Linked DNA regions of Oryctolagus cuniculus: region 1 is linked to region 2. The links are chromatin contacts, called in public Micro-C maps. All regions are on one chromosome and are shown on one strand. The core of a region is the stretch at or near the end of the contact, and the rest is flanking DNA. Distances in the headings are between cores, read along the strand shown.

Region 1 (2,700 bases), core at 165-2,664, 420 kb after region 2:
CTCATTCAAAGATGAAGCCAAGACAGAGCAATACCTCTCAGAGCGGGTAAGGGAGAAAACGACAGGCTATCTAAAACACCTTGGAAGGTGAAACTAAGAGTGCCACAGCCAGAGGAGGAAGCCCCTTCGACTACAGCCGTCGGACGTTGCAAGCTGTCGGAAGGCTTACCTTCAGCCGCTTGATCATTTCGTCGGTGGTGATCTTGTCGGTGATCTCCTTCACCCCCGGAGGGTAGGCGATCTTCCCATCGGCACTCACGACGCCACAGAGGGCAGTGGCAGGCTTGGGCTGCGCGGTGAAGTCCATCCTGGGGGACAACTTTTCTTTCACAGTCCTCTACCGGCCTCTATCGGTCAGAAAACCAAAGTTCAGCGAGAAAGGGGCGACTTTGTAACCTCTTTTTTCATTTCAAAAATCTCTAATCGGGAAAGGGCCCTTTCTCCCCCGGAGGCCAGAGACGCGGCCGCGGCTCCAGCGCTGGCTCCTTAGCGGGCCCGGGGATCCCGCCGCCCGCCCGCCGCCCCTACCCGCGCCGGCGCCGCCAGCCCCGGGCCCACGGGGCTCCCGGGCACCAGCCGCCTTGGCCGCGGGAGAAGCCGAGCAGCGCCAGGAGTTTCCCATTCCGCCTTTCACAATGAAATCCACCCCGGAGCTCCTAGGCCCTAAGTTTGGCTGCCTCCGGAGGCCGGTGAAGACCCCAAAGCCCCCGGCTCGGCTAGGCAGAAGCGCCCAGTCCCCGCCTGACCAGTCCACTCCGGGAAAGGAGACGCGAGGCCTATAGGGCTCGGCTTAGGCCGCAAAACTAGGGACCCAACCGGACCCACACGCCGCCGCGGCTCCTGGGAACAAAACGCTCTTGCACGGCCGAGCTTGGGCCCCTGGCAGTCCCCACCGGCTCCCGGCCCTCCTCGGTCCCGCTCCCCCACCCCTGCGGGAGGGGAAAACAGCCGCCTTCCACCCGCAACCCCACGCCAGGAAGAGGCTCCGCACTTCACATTTTGTTCCTTCAACTTCGGCTGATGGACCCCGGAGGCTTCCTACGCCCCCGGCCCCTCGGCGCCGCCCGGCCCCGCCAAGGCCTTACCGGCACCTCCCGGCAGCCGTGCCGGGCCTCGGACCCGCGGCACCTACCCCCCCACCCCCCGCGCTCCGGTCTCCCCTTCCGTCCCCTCCCTCCACCAGCCGAGGGCGGGAGCCGAGCCACCGCCGCCTTTACCTCCTCCTCATGCGGGCGGAAGGTGCATCGAGAGCCCGGGCCTCTGTCAGGTGGTTGCGCCGCCGCCCCTCGTCGGGCTGCACACAAAGCGGCTCCGCGGGTCCCGCCGCCGCCGCCGCCCGCCCGCCCCGGAGCGGCGCTGGGGCTGGCGGTGCCGAGGAGGAGCAGCCGCCGCGGGGGGAGACGCGGGGCGAGTGTGCACTGGGCGGGGAGACACTGCCGCTCTCCGTCTGGCCGAGGAAGAGCAGCCTCGGAGACGGCTCCTCCGGGAGCGTAGGCGCGGGTGTCCGCCCGGGACGCCCCCCACCACCACCACCACCACGGCCAGCCCGCCCGCACCTCGCGCGGGCCGGGGCCGCCGACCCGGACCCGGACGCCCCACGCAGCGGCGCGCGCCCGGCCCTCGGTGCCCCAGGGAGCCGGCGCCTCGCGCACACACCGGCCGGTCACGCGAGCGGCGCGAGAGCACGCGAGAGCAGTGCGCGCGCCTCGCTCCCTCCCCTTCCTCCGCCGGCCGTGCCTCCGCCTCCCTCGGGCCTGAGGCGGCCGCGCGCGGGGCCGACAGCGCCGCCATCCGGTTGGCGCCAAGACCCGCCGCGCGGGGCGCCTGAGGGAGGACGAGCGGAGGAGGAGCTCGGGTGGCGGGAAGCGAACCCCCGTCCCCACGGCCCTGCGAGGGTGCGCCGGGCGGACGGAGCTGCGCCTTTCGCCGCGGCGATGACTTCGTGACTTTGAGGGAGGACCACCCTGAGGGACTGGACGGAACCGGTGGAAAGACGATTAATTACTCGGTGAAAATGAACTGTATTTCCTCCCCAGGGACAGAACTACAAAAGTGAGGGGAAGTTTTTGCAACCCGACAACGTGGGCTGCTCATTTTTGCGTCTTCCGACAGCCAGTCGACTTCGCCTCCTACCCCCCCCCCCACCTTAGATTTCTAAACTTAGTATTTTGAAACCCACAAAAATACCCAGATGGCGCGCAGTCGACTAGTTCTCAAGGTATGGCCTCTGGGCCCCAGGCCTCGGGATCACTCGAGACACTGCCTGAAAAACATGTGTCTCCACCTGGAAAATCTACAGAATAGGAGCTCTGAGTGGAACCCCGGAATAAGCATTTGTACACGTTAGCAAGGTGGTTCCGGTGCGTGTGGGAGAACTCATTTTTAAAGTGTTCTAAACATACCAAAGATGAACTTTTTCTTTCATCTGAAGGAAAACAACCGCCAGGGAAAACTCAGTGCAGCAGCGTGTGAATAATTTAAGGTAAATAATTGAAGCAAGGGAACCTCAATAGCACACACACAATTTCAGAAGAGGAAGTTGAAAAGAGAATACAGTTACGTGAAATAGAATTCAGGTGTTGAAGCTGACCCCTGCCAGAGTTTAAAATGATGGTTGATTGTTTATTTAAATGATTCTTGATGGCTTTCCTTGCTCTTCTCCCCCCTCCAAAGCCTTCAACTTGACCTTAGAAATGCTAG
Region 2 (2,700 bases), core at 2-2,501:
GTCCATTTATTCACCGAATTACCCTAGCTTCTGGAATGGAAAGCCCAATCACACACACACCTCCGGCAGTGAAGCGTTTTCATTACTATACAACACAGGTACACAATTTCACAAAGGAATGACAGCCCCAAGTGACAACACAATTTCACAAAGGAATGACAGCCCCAAGTGACCACAAACTTCACTTTCGGAACGCGAATCCCAGATTCTTACAAAGCCATCATAAAACTAGGCTTAATTTCTAAGCACTAACACCACTGAGCTTTAAAAATCCGCTGTCTTCACAACCTGGTTTTCCAATTTCACTAAAGCAATTCTAAGCTATGTTTCTAGATGTCACATTCTAAAGCTAACACACTGAACCTCCAAACCTGGTGCCTTTGGAAGCCACTCCCTTCCAAACAAGCGACCCAAGCGTCGCCCGGCCACCCGCTGCCCCAGGACTCACCCTCTTCTTTTTCTTTCCCAGGAGACTGAGTTCCACATTGATGTGATTGAAGTCCCTCCGCAGGGTTCCTCTGGGCCCCTTCACAATGACTGTGCGCCCCTTCAGACTGATGTCGACTGCACGGAGAACGTATTGATTCGTTAAGGCCACGGAATTAAAGGCTTGGGACACATACAGCAAATAATGCAGGAGGAAAATACACACACTCAAATCTCATACCATTTTCTGGGATGTCGACCGTCTGATTGCTGAGAATGGTCTTCATTCTGAAACATAAACACGGGCGGTAAGAAGGCAAGCGCAGGGCCCGAGTGCCACCGAACCACAACGCACGACAGCTCCACGTCCACCGGAACTGCCCGGCATAAATCCCCAGAACGTAAGAAAACCCAGCCTGACAGCAGGCCCCAAAGCGTCCAGGCCCGAAAAGAACGGTCACAAAGTGCGTGTTGTGAGGCCCAGCGGGCGAACTCCCCGCTCAGACCAGTCCTGGAAGTTCCGTCCGGGCGGCGCCATGCCAGTAAGGGTGAGGAACGGGTGGGGGGGGGGGGGCCTAAAAGCCTACAATATGACTGGTATCCTGGCGCCTCCAGGTCCATATTGCGCTCGTCGCGCTGAGGGACAAACAGCATACGAGTTCCGAGGCTCGGACCCGCGCCGCTGGCTTTCCTAGAGGCGATGGTTTCAGATTCCCAGGGCCCATCGGATACAGAAACATCCTCACCTCGCAGTAGATGCGGCAAAGAGAGAGCGTCTTTCGTCATCACGTACTTGTAGTGCGTAAGGGCCCTGCGTATTGCGTCATGAATGTGCGACGCCACCGAAAACTAAAGCAGCCAATCGCGGAGCAGCTCATGTTGCTCTGGCTCAAGTGCTTCGTCATAAGCCGAGCGACGGAGTGTCGACCTGTCCTTTCTGTGTTTTTTGTGATCCTCCCATCCTGTTAAGGCTAAAAAGGGGATGTCTCTACGCTGCGGGGACGCCGCCCGCACCCTGGGGCCCCGGGTGAGCGGTGGGGCGAATAGGGTGCGGGTGCGGGGTGTGGGGCTCCCATCCCTTCAGCTCGCAATGATAAAGGCCAATGCTTGTTGATCGATCACTTTTTTTTTTTTTAACATTCATTTTATTTATTTGAAAGGCAGAGTTACAGAGAGACAGAGGGAGACAGAGAGACACAGAGAGAGGTCTTCCATATGCTGGTTCACTCCCTAATTTGCCGCAATAGCGGCTGCGCCTGTCGGGAGCCAGGAGCTTCTTCCGGGTCTCCCACGTGGGTGCAGGGGCCGGAGAAGTTGGACCATCCTCTTCTGGTTTCCCAGGCCAAGGCCGAGAGCTGGAGCGGAAGTAGTGTAGTGGGGACTCCAAGGAGCGCCCCATTGGGATGCCAACGTAGCAGGCGGCGACTTTACTCGCTATGCCACGATGCCGGCCCCCACCCGTGACTACTGGAAACATTTTTCATGTCAACTTTTTTAATGCCCCCTACTATCCTGTGAGGTAGATTCTCTGGTATTGGTTGGTTTGAGGGTCTCTCTGGGCTGGCACCTAGAGCTTCTTTCTGCTTAGAGTGGTTTGCACCCTCTATTGGAGCATTGCAAAGGAACATCCCAAGTAGCTGCTGATATTGGGATCATCCCGTGTGTTACACGCCACCCCAGCTGCTAGGAACCCAGAGGAAACTACCCTCCAAAACTGCAGGCACGGACTAGTGCAGTACCACGGGCGCTATCTGTGGAATTCACTGTGCTTTGTAGGGTGTTAGGTATCCTGTGCAAAAATGGGTCAGATCTGGAAGCCAATTACCATGGTTTCCGATACTCAACAAATGCCCCCGGCTGCTGCTTTTCCGATTCAGCTCTCTGCTGTGGCGTGGGAAAGCAGTGGAGGATGGCCCAAGTCCTTGGGCCCCTGCGCCCGCGTGGGAGACCTGGAAGAAGCTCCTGGCTCCTGGTTTTGGATCAGGCACAGCTCTGGCCATTGAGGCCATCTGGGGAGTGAACCAGCGGATGGAAGTCCTTTCTCTCTGTCTCTCCCTCTCACTGTCTATAACTCTACCTCTCAAATAAATAGATAAAAAATCTTAAAAAAAGACACACCTGTAGTACCTGTTAAGTACATAAAAATGTGACGTATTAGGCACAGGTTTCTTAAGTTATTCCAAAAAGAAGTTAATTTCTGTTTCCTTTAGGTTTGGTTCCCTGTAGAGTCATCTTGAATCTTGGATTCTGATCTCCTGGGCAGTTGGAGCTCCT

Evidence for each region. A called contact is a pair of places that touch in the nucleus more often than the background predicts.
Region 1: a Micro-C map of ear pinna shows a contact between it and region 2, with 6 times the contacts expected there. The contact joins the promoter of PDS5A here to the promoter of LIAS in region 2. A contact is called at or near these places in 3 of 6 Hi-C or Micro-C datasets (ear pinna, psoas muscle and an unstated tissue).

Annotation. Positions count from the first base shown.
Region 1 is chr2:33,763,682-33,766,381 of mOryCun1.1, forward strand. PDS5A (PDS5 cohesin associated factor A) reads right to left here and starts at 1,415. Exons shown (of 33, transcript XM_008275183.4): 1 at 1,218-1,415; 2 at 170-347. The coding sequence starts at 307.
Region 2 is chr2:33,343,156-33,345,855 of mOryCun1.1, forward strand. LIAS (lipoic acid synthetase) reads left to right here and starts at 1,252. Exons shown (of 11, transcript XM_002709274.5): 1 at 1,252-1,453. The coding sequence starts at 1,409. It overlaps RPL9 (ribosomal protein L9), which reads right to left and starts at 1,246. Exons shown (of 8, transcript XM_002709392.5): 1 at 1,173-1,246; 2 at 668-714; 3 at 449-564. The coding sequence starts at 713.